Regions from separate parts of the Gasterosteus aculeatus genome. Here regions 1 and 3 are each linked to region 2. A link is a contact called in public Hi-C data. All regions are on one chromosome and are shown on one strand. The core of a region is the stretch at or near the end of the contact, and the rest is flanking DNA. Distances in the headings are between cores, read along the strand shown. Region 1 holds the start of LOC120819252 (thyroid hormone receptor alpha-B). Region 2 overlaps LOC120819252 (thyroid hormone receptor alpha-B). Region 3 holds the start of LOC120819034 (ATP-dependent RNA helicase DHX8).

Region 1 (4,467 bases), core at 200-2,699, 51 kb after region 2:
CCTGGGCAATGTTGTCTTAGTGGCAGAAAGCACACCCTATAGTAGTGTATTCTGGGGGCATGTTTATCTAAAACACACACACACACACAGACTTGTACAGCGGAGTCAGAGTGTCTGTGGTAATTCAATACCCGATCCAGACAGTTATAATGCAGTGCACATTGTGCCTCTCTCGAACACTTCGTCCTGATATTGATCATTTGTGACGGGAGTCCATTGAAAGGCCCGGACGATGATTTTCGGAGACGGGTGGGTCGTTTGTCGTGCACGCAACCACTAGGCAAAGAAAGAGAAAAAAAACACAACAAAAAATGAATTGAGTTTAGATGCCGGTGTGTGACCCAGTAAACTATCCCCATGACTGACTTAGATTGAGACTGGCGGATGACTTCACCTTGATCAACGCGATCATAAACAAACATCATTTGCTACCATCGTTCACATTAAGAACGCATGCGCGTCCACTCCCACGCAGAAAATGTTCGCAGCAGGAATCAGGTGAAGTGGCTGAACTGAACCGAACATCCTGCCCCCCCCCCCCAACAGGTTACGGGCATATCATCGCTGGTCATCTTGTATCGATCCCGTGCCATCGCCCTCTGTGGGTACGTATGCGCGCTCCCCGGCGTGTAGCCACGGATGCAAGTTCGAAGCTCACACACACGCGCGCGCGCGTAACAAACACAACAAATCATCTGTAAAAGGAGGCAACGTGACCGCTGTGCAGGTTTCCGCTTTCCAATGACAACTGACCCGGGGGGGGGGGGGGGGGGGGGGGGTCACGTGTCAACAGTTACGGCGGAAGGGCCGCGTACCAACACGGTCGGACCCTCCCGCCTGCCTCCGCGCTGCACACCGGGTGCGACGCTGGCTCGGCGTTGCGATCCGAGCTGTCAAAACCCGCCCGAGGCTGCCGAGGCTACGGGGGGCGAGCGCCCACCACAACAACCGCACGCTCGCACGCGCGCGTGGACCACCACGCCGTGGCGGCCGTGACACTCACCGTGGCTGGATGCCGGGTCGGGTTGGATGTTTCTCTCCTTCTTCTGCTCAGAGTGCGCGGCTGCTGAAGTGAAGCGGGGGGAAAGTCGGCGGCGCTCCGCCGGGGCTTTCTGCTCAAGTGCGGCCGCGTGTGTCGGGGCTCCACGTCCCGTCTCCCCCCCCCCTCCGCCGCCCCCCGACTTCTCGCTCCGAAAGCCCGGGTCCGCTCCGGTAAAAAGCTGCTGCGCCGCGAGCTGTCCTCCTCCTGCTGCCCCTCCCTCACTTTCTGGATGTATGTATTGGTATTTGTTGTTGTTGTTGTTGTTGCGTGAATCGAGCAGTTTGTTCCCTCTTGATTGTGTTGTTGCCTTCTAGTTGCGTTTGGCCCGAGCTGCAGCGACAAGAGGGAGAAGAAGCAAACACACACACACACACACACACACACACACGCTCACTCCCACGAACACAAAAAAAGAAAAGAAAATAGTTCACGGTCGCTCCTCCCTCCGCGTACAGTATTCAAACTATCTACCGCTCTCTGCAGGACCACCACAGCAAAGCACGACCCCCCTCACAGCCCCCCGCTCAACCTGCTTTCCTTATTCATGCCCCCCCCAAATATAGATGTATATATTGTTAGGTGGACAATATATATATATATATATATATATATATATATATATATATATATATATATATATATATATATATATTGGTATATCACTAACTCTATATATATATATATATATATATATAATTAGTTAGTGATTCCTCTTCTCCTTTTACAAATTATTATTATTGTCTCTTTCGGAAGGTTATATATATCGGTATATCGGTATATCACTAACTATATATATATATATATATATATATATATATATATATAGTTAGTGATATATATATATATATATATATATAGTTAGTGATTCCTCTTCTCCTTTTACAAATTATTATTATTGTCTCTTTCGGAAGGTTATTCTTTTGTTTCAGTTTATTTTATTTTATTTAATAATTTAATATTTATATCTTATTATATTGTATATAATGTGTATCTTTTTATTCTATTTTGTTCCCTGTACATGCTGTGATACCAAAATTTTCCTCTTGAGGGATCAATAAAGTTAATTCTAAATTAGATTTTTTTTATTTTCCAATCAAATAAATACTTCACTATTACCCAGTAATGAAAGGAACTGTGTACCTAAAACATGTTTTAGAGCCATAATTAGATTTATATAACTATGTAAAACATAAAAACTCTTCTCAACGATTCTGAGACACACATCAGAATGTTAAGGCGCTCTCATGAGATCGTCTCCAGCTGCACTGGTCACTTAGCCGCTGGCTGGTTAGCTTGCTAACCTTTGCCCGCTAATTTGAGCTTCATAAATGCCTTAAATAATTGATCAATAACCAAAATCTATAACAATTGTGTGACAGCGGATCCGTTTTTATTGCAGCTTTTTTGAAGACTGAAAATTTGCAGAGCAAACAATAATAAAATGATCAAATTAACCGTAACTCTCAGTCCCCACAGTGGTGCGTTTCACTCTGTATTTTCTAAAAGAATTGGCGAGAGTTAATGACTTTGTTGGACCCACTTTGCAGCCAAGTGGATTAGCAAAATCATTCCCCCGAATTTAATATTCTACGCATTGAATTACAGAAGATAATACCAATTATTTTGAACGGAACCTTTAGAAACCTTCAAATGGCAGCGCAAAAAGTCCGTGTGACTTTTTTATACATTCCCACTGTTCCTTTTATGAAGTAGAGTCCAAGGGGAGGACCTCTGCTGTGTGTCAAAGGGCTCACTCCGTCCGTCCTTCGGTCTCCGAGGAATCTCTGTGCCGACTGAAGCCTTCAAACAGTCGGAAGCTTCTGTCCCACTAATTAGGCAGAGAACATATTCAGGAAAAACCACCGTGTGAATGTGGAACCGCCTCAGATCGGACTGCTCCGAGGCCTTGATTTGCCATCAGTCAGCAAACCAGTCACCGCCAACACTTGACGCCACTGCGTTCCAAGTCCAAATCGGTCTCCGTGTTGCTTTTGCAAAGGCTCTTAAGTTCTTCCTTTCGTATTCATCATTTTAGATTTGTTGCATTGAACACAATTCAAAGACTGCTGTGAGAACTAAATAAATTGGCACTTTGCAACCCGGTGAAACCAACAACAAAGATGTGGTTGTGAGTTTGATTTGAATGTGATTGTTCCTTCCATTGAGTGCCTCGGCCTCGCAGTGGTGCGGCACATTACGCGGAGTGAAACGCCTTGTATAAATACACTTTTGCTCTAATGAGAGGGTTGTAAATCATTGTCAGGCTTTAAGGACACATGCAAACCAACTAAAATCCACCCAAAAACACTCAAACGCAGGCAACCACACCAATGGAAGGATTTGAATCGTTGACATCCTACGGCAACTTACATTTAGTTGTACTTTGAGTTTGTAAAATAACCATTCAGCTGTAATCCTCGCCCTGCTGCGTTGCTCTCGATGCTGCGGTGTGCGTCTTTGAAGACATTCGCTTCCATTTGATTCCAGGATTTACACTTTGGATTAAAACACTGTGTGTGATTAGCTGGATTAACCGGCATTTTACCATCAGCTCCAATCCTACAGCAGCATCGCACTGCCCATTTTTACATTTTTGACTCTGAGCTCAACGTCAAGGAAGGAATTCCTGCGTGTGTTATAAATTTAGATTACACTTGGATTATTAATGTTTTGTTAGCTAATTATCATTCTTTGATATAGCTAAACTTGTAAATTACACGATGGACCGATGAATCAACCTCAATCGCTGCTATTCATCATTATAGCAGCATTGTGAGGAAGAGGAAAAAAACATTTACTGCTGGGTCATCACAAAGACGTCCGTTTAAGAGTAATTAACCATATTCAAGCTGTCCATTGAAGAGTGTGTTTAATACCTTTCGTTCCAATCAAACGACACTCTACGTTCTTTGTCCCTTCAGGGTGACACCGAGAGGTCCTTCTCCGACATCTTTTGTCTGTCGGGTTACGGTTAAGTGCTTTATAAGGGTTAAAGCGCCCACTTCGTTAGGGGACCTTAATCGCCATGGTTGCAGTGGTTACATGGAAGCCTTGGAGGTAGACGGCGTTCCCCCAGGAAGAATTCTCATTCCCTTTCTTCCCTGTTGCCCATGTGCCAATGGTTCTGTTCTCTAAATAGGAAACGATTATGTAAATATGGATGCAATACGCGGCTGAATAGGTGTAATCTACTTCCTTTACTCACGGGAGAGTGGCGGTAAGTACATTTGCTCGTTTCTACGCTAAAAGACCTTTTTGCTCAAAACATGTGCGATGATAAATCATCCAGAGTGCGCTGGCGATGCCATGAGGTCTTATTCGTTATCATTTTTGCTTCCCAATCAGAAAAGTAATGGAAAGACTCCAGAAAGCTGATAACTGAAGGGTGGATGAAATCAAATCCCGCGTGGAGGCCACAAAACAAG
Region 2 (4,544 bases), core at 834-3,333:
GCCTGTGTGTTTACGTGACCTCTGACAGGATGTTCCACCGCTACACAAACAGAGGACGGGACACCGTGTTCACGCCGCACGTCCTTCTGCGCACACATGCATGGATTACTACAAGAAAACAAACAACGTGCAAACTAGACGCGCTCTTTTTACCAAAAGCATTTATCAGAAATGTGAATGTGTGTTTTTCTTTTCTTCTCAAGGACAAAATGTAAAAAAGACACAGTTTTTGTTATGTTAACATGCACAGTCTATTATATTTGGAGGTGGGCTTTGTCCCTGCGAGGCCTCCGACCTTGCCAAGGGCCGACAATTTGATTTCCACCTTTCTCGTTTCTGCGTGCAGCTTTAACTGTGCTGTGGAAGCTTAAAACTCAACGCACACACACACACACACACACATTCCTCACATGCTATAGATACACACCCTCTCCACAGCTGCATTATACACGCCATAAGCGCCGCACCTTAAGCAAATCCTGGGCGTGTCCAGATAAAAAGACAAAACTGCACTCTCAGGATTGTCAGGATTGTCGTCTTCATCGTGGACCTGTAAACAGCATCACGGTGCAGAATGTTCAGACATCAACGTCAAAGAGCAGGAGATTTATTATCTCAAACATACAAGAACCACGTATGTTTGTTCTCAGTCAGTCATCTTTGTTTCCAGCGGTACTTTTCACCGTATAAGTGTTTCCCGTCTGTGTCGAGCCCCTTCACGTGCTTCACTGTATCGTGTGGGGGAGATGCCGTTACACCTGCACCTGCAGGCGGGACATGTGTATGAGAGCAGTGGAGCTGTGCTGGTGAGCAGAGGCGGCCCAGCCTTGTCTTGTGTGTATCAGCTCCAGTTAGTTGAATGCTCTGCTGGGCGCCGAGGCACTACGTGTTGGTTTACTGTCGCTATCGATCGCATCTCTCCATCTAACCAGCCACACCTGCCTACACACATAAAAGCACAATTCCTCCACAGCGTGGAAACGAGAAAAAACAAGATGAGAAAAAGAGCAGAAGTTAGAGATGGAAGTATCCACAGTGGATGTTGCCTTCTGAGCCATTAAACCAAAGCTATTAAATCAATTACTTCTAATCTGAACTGGGCCGTCCCAGAGCAGGAACTGGCAGCCAGGCGGCCTCTCGAGGGACATGTTATGCCTGCACAAACTTAGGATCTGATTTCATCTCTCCTTTCAGCCGCAACTTCTCAGCACGAGACTTCTATGCAAAATCACACACATCCTTACTTGAGAACAAGCTGTTCCCGATTAATTCAGGACAAATTAATTAAATGCAACATTGAGACGGTTGGGGGAATTAGCAGCATTATTCTTGCAACATGTATAATGCTAATGCAAATAACACACCTTTATCAGGTTTGCTGGTTTAGAGGTCAATGTCAAGTTAATTGAAAACAAATCAGAAGGATTGTTTGCGTCCTACTTTAATGACCGATAATGTGGTGGTAAAAAAAAGATCCCGTATAACTGAGGCTCGTCACGACGTGGGATCGGCTCTAATGAATCCAACCTGGATTGGATCTGCAGCGCCGAGCTCCCCCCTCAGAGCCGGTGTTAGATGTCAGAGGCGTCGGTTTCCCCCCCGAGGCGGCAGGCGGTTTCACTCGTTTCCCCAAAACCCTTTCCCCAGTGTAGATCACATCACGCACCACCTCCCAAACTACGTCCGCTCCGCCTGATTCCTTTGTCACACAGTTGATTCCACAATGCAACGCATTTATTTGGGGGACAGGACGTCTTCTGTCATTCAATCTTGTGTGTGTCTGCGCAAGTGCACTAGCAGAAATGGAGGGCGTTTCGGGAGAACATGTGTTCAGTGTGCAACACTGTGAAAGGTGACACGAAAAATGTGTAGCACCCGCCCACGCGGCTAAGTTTCTCCTTACTGTTTCTCTTAAAACAGACTTGTGTGTGCACACCTGCGCATTTCTCCCCTCCGAAGCCCTTTGGCGTCATCCCACCCCGTCCATTTTTACAAACCCGCGTGCAGCAGCGCCTCGCGTTATGTAACCGTAGCTGGGAGTAAAAGAACAGCGCCGGGGGGAACTGCAGAGGTCTCATTACTCGGCTCCTTCTCTTCCCCCCTGTCTCTCATCCCTTTCGCTCAGCGCTCTGGATGTTGCAAGAACACGTGTTTAAAAGCAGCAACTTCCTGCCGCGGTGGAGCCGCAAGCTCATTGGCTGGAGGCGGTACATACACCCAATACACCCTCTCTCTGGGGTTCATGGCACTGGTTCTTGGCCTTTTTGCCGGGGGGGCAATTAGAGGTTTGCATTGTAGGTAACACACAGACACACACACACACACACACACACAGGCAGCGCATTAGCAAACGTCAGACCTGGGCAGCACTGCAGAGTACAGGTGCCAGGAGTGACCGGCGTGTCAAAACACATCGCTCACACCTACACGCCGTGTGTTATCATTCCACTGCTATTTCATTGACGGGCCTCTCGGTAGCACACGTCGTGGGGTGAGGCGCCAAAGGCACACAAGTGTTAGAGAAGGAACCGATTAAAAAAAAGGGGGAGTAATGGCGTGCAGTACGGAGCAGGAAATGAAAACCTTGAGATCACTCCTGTGGGTCAAAGAGGGTTTTTTTTTTTTATAATCCCGAGCGAACAGTATTTTTCATTCTTTGTGTGGTTTGTTCCAAGAGCCCGCCCCTTAACCACACACTTCCTCGCACACCCCATTTAAGAGCTTTCCATCTACACACCACTTAGCCAGTGGACACAGAACGAGGGAGATTGTGGTAAATTAAATGATCCGCTTAAACTACAGGGGTGCAAACTCATCAGGGATGAAAAAGGTGAAAGATCCGAACCCCCTCGGGGAATGTTAATATATATATATATATATTTTTTTTTTTTTTGCATATGCTTCAATGTTATTCCGGTAAAACACAAATAAGCTGCGGCTATTTAGCTTGGATGGTTATTGTTAGCGATTAAAGCCAGAAGTGCACCCCTAGTCAGGAAATTATAGTATGTGTAATAATGTTTAGTGTTAGAATTATAGTTTGTGTGATGTTAGATATTAGGTATTACATTAACATATTAGATTAAGTGAATGCAATTTCAATCAAACACAATTCGTAGTCATGTTAAATCATATAAACACTGTACACATTAACATTCTGTCACAATGTGATGTTAAAACCTGGGGACGGATGCCAATTGCCGTTCTTTATGGATTTCTCCCAATTTTATCCCCAAAGAGGGTTTTTTAGGAGTTTTTTCTCCTGTCAGGTAATAAATTAACAACTTAATGCAAGGCAGCCGACTGAGGCAAATGTCTTGAGAATTGAACCACATGAACTGTTTTAGATCTATGATGAAGGGTGATGAACATTAATGATGGGTTGGAATGAAAGTGTACTAGTTCTAAGATGAAGACTTAAACGATGTATGCTTTGTTAAATTCACTCATTGAGGCATAAAGCCACTGTATCTACATTGAGTGCATTGCAATGTGAGGGACAGATAGGACAGAGAGGTTTCAGGTTACAGCTGCAGCTTCACACCTCGACGTGAAGGGGACAGTCCAGGGGGGGACACTCTGAAGAAGCCGATGACATTCAAATGCACCAAAGACACACCTCAAGAGTTTTCAAAGGACCAAAGCGGGGAAAAGACTGTTAGAATTCTCCTGCAGCCGCTTTGATAAGTCATTTTAGACTTGCTCAGAGGATTCTCTATTGCGCGAATAATTTCACTGTTCGCTTAGTATTTCACTTTGTAATTGCATTCCTTATAACGTTGTTCAGTTATTAAATACCTTTTGATTTTTGAATTTAAACAAATTGACTCATTCGTGTCCTCGTTTCCGGCCGGGACGAAAACAAAGGAGTGAGGGCTCCCTCGAGAGCTTTCCGAAACCCTAACATTATCAACCCAAATAAATAATGGGAGTCCAATGCCAGAGCTAAAAGGTTTGCTTCAAACGACGGGACATAAGATAACTGGATCGACTACTCACATTCAAAGACAAATTGCTTTGGAAATGTTCTGAACCTCAAGAATAGATTTTGCTTTGGACGAACAGAATAAATATTAGCGGGAGGGAGGGAGGGAGCTTCTCACCCCTCATTCACTAACATTACATTGATATCAGAGTAAGCCTTTGATTTCTCTGTTGATTTCCCATTATTTATTTTAGGATTTTTACACTCCTCACCCTTAGATTTTTCAAAAGTTCCCGAGAAATAGACACTGTACTATCCGATATACTATCCGATAACATCGTTATTGTAACCAGCAAAAATGGTTGATGTGATTTGCGAGGCGTCTGTCAGCCAACTGTCTGACATTAGCACGTTAGCCTACGTTAGAAAGACTGAACTTCTTGCAGCGTACCAACGTCACTCCTGTCTACGGCATCTAGGCAGCTATAGACCCCAAGATGACATGATGACACGAGTTGGCCAAACAAACAGGCTTGAAAAAAATATTCATGACAGCCTGGGTTCGCAGAACCGGACCCTTATTGCAGATCTACATGAATCACACAAATGACCGATTTTG
Region 3 (4,336 bases), core at 89-2,588, 51 kb before region 2:
AGGGTGCCGACTTTCCCAAATCTGGCTTTGTATCATTTCTAACAGTGACAGAGTCGATCCGATACCACCGACAAATCGTATGGTAAAACGTACCTTTGGGGCCGGATCATCTGCTCTACACAGTGCAGGAAACAACTCCTTCAGCTTATCCTTCTCAGTTTTCGGTTTGACCACAGCCTCAGAGGCTGGAAATGGACATGTATGCGTTAGATATAGTTTTAATTTTTCCCACGGCAGAAATGAATCAGGCCACACATCATACAATTGCAGGAAACTGTATACACATATTTACATATTCCATTTATACCACACAACATATGTATGGGGGAATTGTATTTACGAGTAAAATGTGCTTTCCCCCCAAAGCAATCCCATTTTCAACTAACGTTGGTACAAGATGAAAATAAGAAATGTCACCCATGTAGCATAACAATTATACAATAGAAAACAATAAATACACAATTTATTTACAATCTTCATTATTATCTAACCTTTGCTCGCAGATGTCTTGGATGGCGGTCGCATTGTCTGAATGAGCCTGAGCAAGTTACCGACGAGGGAATCCTACAAAAGAAGACAAAAAAACGTACGTACGTACGTCAAGTTGTCAGGTAACGTTGCAGTCAGCAAGCTAGCATAGCTGTTTACGTTAGCAGCCTTCTGAAGTAGCTTTATGTAGCATTCGTGGTTGAACTTACTGTGAATTCGGCTCCGTTTTGGAGTAAAAGAGCTTTGAATCCATCGAAGGTCGGTTGCTTTTCAGCGAGGTCGATGACAAATTCAGCTGCCGAAAAAAAATTAACCAACAAATTAACGATAGCACCTAACAGGCAGCAAAGCGAACTCTTGCTAGCTTAGCTAGTTTAGTTGAATAACGTTTAAATATACAGCAATAACTTAACGTATCTACAAGCCCAAACCTCCAAGCTAGCTTTCTTTACACTATGCTAAGCTAAACTCCACCCAAAAAGAAAATGTGTAGGAAAAAACAGTCCAGTTTATCAGTGTAAACGGAAGAGTCGGCAGCTAGACAACGGTTAGTACAAGGTAGCTAGCGTTAGCTAGCCGTTGTTGTTTTTTTTCGTTTGCTGCCTCACAACGAACGTTACCAACCTAAATCTTTGTCACTTATTCCCAGGTGGTTGTCGAGCTCAGTGCAGACCTTGGACACCAAAGATAAATATTCGAGCTGCGACAGCTCGTCAACTCCGCCGTCTCCCATTCTCCACGAGTTCTGTTTGGTTCACTGAGAGAAGACCCCGGCAGACATTGTTGAACGTGGGCAACTTCCGCTTCCTCGGATGACGTCATGTACGTCGGCGTTGCCAGTTATGCTCCTAGTTTCCGCACGATGGCGCTCAGATTCGTAATATTAAGCACCCAGCGTGGAAGCTGTAGTCTCCACATGGTGGGTTGTTTTCCTGAAAAATATCAATTTGCCGTTTGGGTTTTGGCAGCAGACTCTAAACACCTGTATATAATAAAAAGTATACGTCAAATTGAATCTTGGCCGTATATCTTTTTAACATTTATTCTTTATTGTCCCACAGAGAAATTTGTCTTGAGCTCCGAGCTGTAGCATCACACTGCATGCTTGCAAGCAACGTTATAACGGACATAAAATAACATAGATCTTAGATAAGCACACAGCACACAACATGCTGATATAGCGCCGTGTCTCATGAGTAGTTTATGAGCTTCAGTGCATAACGCACATTTCAGCAGATTTAGGCAAAGGTATGATGACATGCAACTTCTCTTAAGAACACACACAACTCATTTAATCGTTTATGTTTTATGATTTGCAGGCTGTCTACCAATCCAGCTATGGCCCCTGGGATGCATAGCAAGAGCTACATTATGTCGGGCGTAGCCTTGTTGACTAAATAATTTGTTACTGTGCAATGAAGAATTTATTACCACTGATGGGTTGAAGATATTCCAGATGTAGAAGAAGCCTGCTCCTTGTTCCAATGTCCCAACTTGACTGGCCTGCAGAGCTCCTCTGAAATCTATTTCATCCCAATGTACTCATCTCTCCAGCAAGGCTGCTAAATCGTCACATAAGTGCAGAGGCTTGTTTGTCTGAAGATGTTCATCAATCACATCTTGTGTAATGTTAGGGAGTTTGCACACACAGCATTTATCAAATTATTTCCCAGAAACTGAATTATAAAGACACACAAACAGGACAGTGCACAGTTTATAGCGATTAACACACTCTCTCACACAGTTGAGATTGATGGTGATGCACTCAGTCACTGAGAGGGTTTCAGGTGGTGCAGACTCTGGTGTTTTGGGTCTCTGTTGGAAGTGCATGCTGGTGTGCTTTGAGACATCCTTCTTGCTGTTGTCCCGGGATGACCCTCCACACCTGCGTCAGCACATCCTGAACTCTGGGACGTAATCCTACGGATCCATCTGACACACAACGTCCTTTATGCCCTTTCGCTCAAATCTCCATTTCATATTTAATCATCATTCCATAAAGATTCCACTTATTTACCGTAGCAGACCACCGACCGCTGGTCTAGAAGCCATTCTTTTATGACTTCAAGCTCACAAAGCCTCTGATATTCATCTTTAAGGAGTTAACCCATGAGATTATGTCGGTATGTGTCCTGCTGCAGTGAGTTACACCAGAACTCTGAACATCTGGATTCTTTTGTTTTCATTTTTGCTTCAATCGGCCATTTCTCACATCGTGCATCTTACATTTCCATGTCTCTCTATGTTAACTCAGGCAGTAATGGATTCTCGTGGAAAGGGCTTCCTCAGAATTCCAACGTGATCTTCTCAATGCATTTTTCATTTCAGTATTTTCTCCCTTGTGTTCTGTTCAGGAATACAATCTTCCTTCATCTCTTTGACGTTAGCACTTACACAACATGGTCAGTCTGAGCACTGTGCAGGCTTTTTTTAGTGATGTTGGAGAACTACGGGGGCCGTCTACGGGCCGTCCTCATCTGACCTGATTTCGCAGGAAGTGGGGGGGGGTGTTTGGGCACACGGGAAGGAGAGGGGGGGGGCGCAGGCTTACATAACAGGCCTCTCATGCACACAGAGCACACGCCACGTGTGCACCGTCACACTGGATGTTTCCGTGGTGATGAAACTAAAGAGCGGGAGACGGTGAAGGCTGCGACGGTTATGAGGAATAAAGATGAGGGGTGGAATAAGTGGTGGAGCTGATGTAAGCTGACATGTAAGATTCTTTAGGTGGAGAGAGAGAGGGGCATTAGCAGCATGTCACGTCTCCCTTTGGGCCCCAGCGATTTGCATTCTTCTGCTGCACAGTCGCAGTAAACACACGCGCTCATGTCTGGGCGGTGCTTCTTTTTCAATCCACGTTAGCGAGGAATGAAACATAAACCCGGGGATTAAAAGTGAAGGCTGCGGGGCAGGGGAGGGGATGGAGAGGAGGGGGGGCGCGCACCAAGTCTCAGCGTGGAAGAGGGTGTCTGGGAGCGGTCCTTGAGACTCGAGCACACACTGGAACTGACAGCTGGCTGCAATGTTCTAAAATTCCTGCCATGACGGAGCATGAAGTGTGTGCATGTGAGAGAGCGAGGGGGGGGGTGGGGGGGGGGGTGTATGCGTATGACAGACACATGAGCGGGAGGGAGGAGGGTGATCTGAAGAGGGGGGGGGGGTGGTCGTGCAAACAGCCAGCGAGGGGATTGGTTGGTGGAAAAGCTGCCTTCATGAGATCACGGCCCCCACAACAGCTGCCACATGCCAGACTTCATGTTAAAAAGTCTTGAATGAGAAGACGCGTCCAAACTTTCGACGGGTACGGACCACGTGAGCGTAGCGTGAATGGCGGCTAAACGCGTGCAGTCAAAGCTAAACGCCACTACCGCCAAACCGCATATGATTGTGTTGCTGATACTGTGGAGAAACTCTGTTACGCGCCCATCAAGAAGCCCTGGTTGAAGTCACAACAGAGAAGAAACACTCCTCCATTTATGCTGCAAACCTTTTGGACTTATTACTCCATCTTTGTACTGAATGCGTTTAAGGCGACTCGAGGGGGCTGTTGGCAGGTTTTTCCACAACTCACCGCTGCTGGGTTGCTAATCCAAAATGCCCCAACCAGCAGCAAACGCATGGGCTCGTGGCATGAGGATTAACAATCATTTGGATTTGGGTTTTTTACCCCCAAGCACGTCAGTGAAAAAGAGCGGGCTGAGGCTCGCTGAGCTGTGACATCACATCCTCTGCAGAGACACTCTACATTCTTGATATATTGCCCTGCAGGCGGATCCCTCCGGGTTGAAAAACCAGCAGCCGTGGACCGGCTGTCTCTCGTCGGGACGCCGAGAGACGTGTGAAC

What was found. Hi-C and Micro-C count contacts between places; a contact is called where the count stands out from the background.
Region 1: a Hi-C map of skeletal muscle shows a contact between it and region 2, with 1.7 times the contacts expected there. The contact joins the promoter of LOC120819252 here to the enhancer-like site in region 2. A contact is called at or near these places in 2 of 6 Hi-C or Micro-C datasets (skeletal muscle and whole body).
Region 3: a contact with region 2 is called in a Hi-C map of skeletal muscle, with 2.5 times the contacts expected there. The contact joins the promoter of LOC120819034 here to the enhancer-like site in region 2. A contact is called at or near these places in 2 of 6 Hi-C or Micro-C datasets (skeletal muscle and whole body).

What each region holds. Positions count from the first base shown.
Region 1 is chr5:8,339,109-8,343,575 of fGasAcu3.hap1.1, reverse strand. LOC120819252 (thyroid hormone receptor alpha-B) reads right to left here and starts at 1,449. Exons shown (of 10, transcript XM_040176485.2): 1 at 1,004-1,449.
Region 2 is chr5:8,390,395-8,394,938 of fGasAcu3.hap1.1, reverse strand. All of the region lies in intron 2 of LOC120819252 (thyroid hormone receptor alpha-B), which reads right to left. Among protein-coding and RNA genes, the nearest start is that of LOC120819252, 51 kb to the right of the region's middle. Within about 2 kb of position 2,083, at least 6 of the 9 cell types and tissues checked have open chromatin away from gene starts, as enhancers often do.
Region 3 is chr5:8,440,827-8,445,162 of fGasAcu3.hap1.1, reverse strand. LOC120819034 (ATP-dependent RNA helicase DHX8) reads right to left here and starts at 1,338. Exons shown (of 23, transcript XM_040176020.2): 1 at 1,114-1,338; 2 at 699-784; 3 at 492-564; 4 at 94-185. The coding sequence starts at 1,222.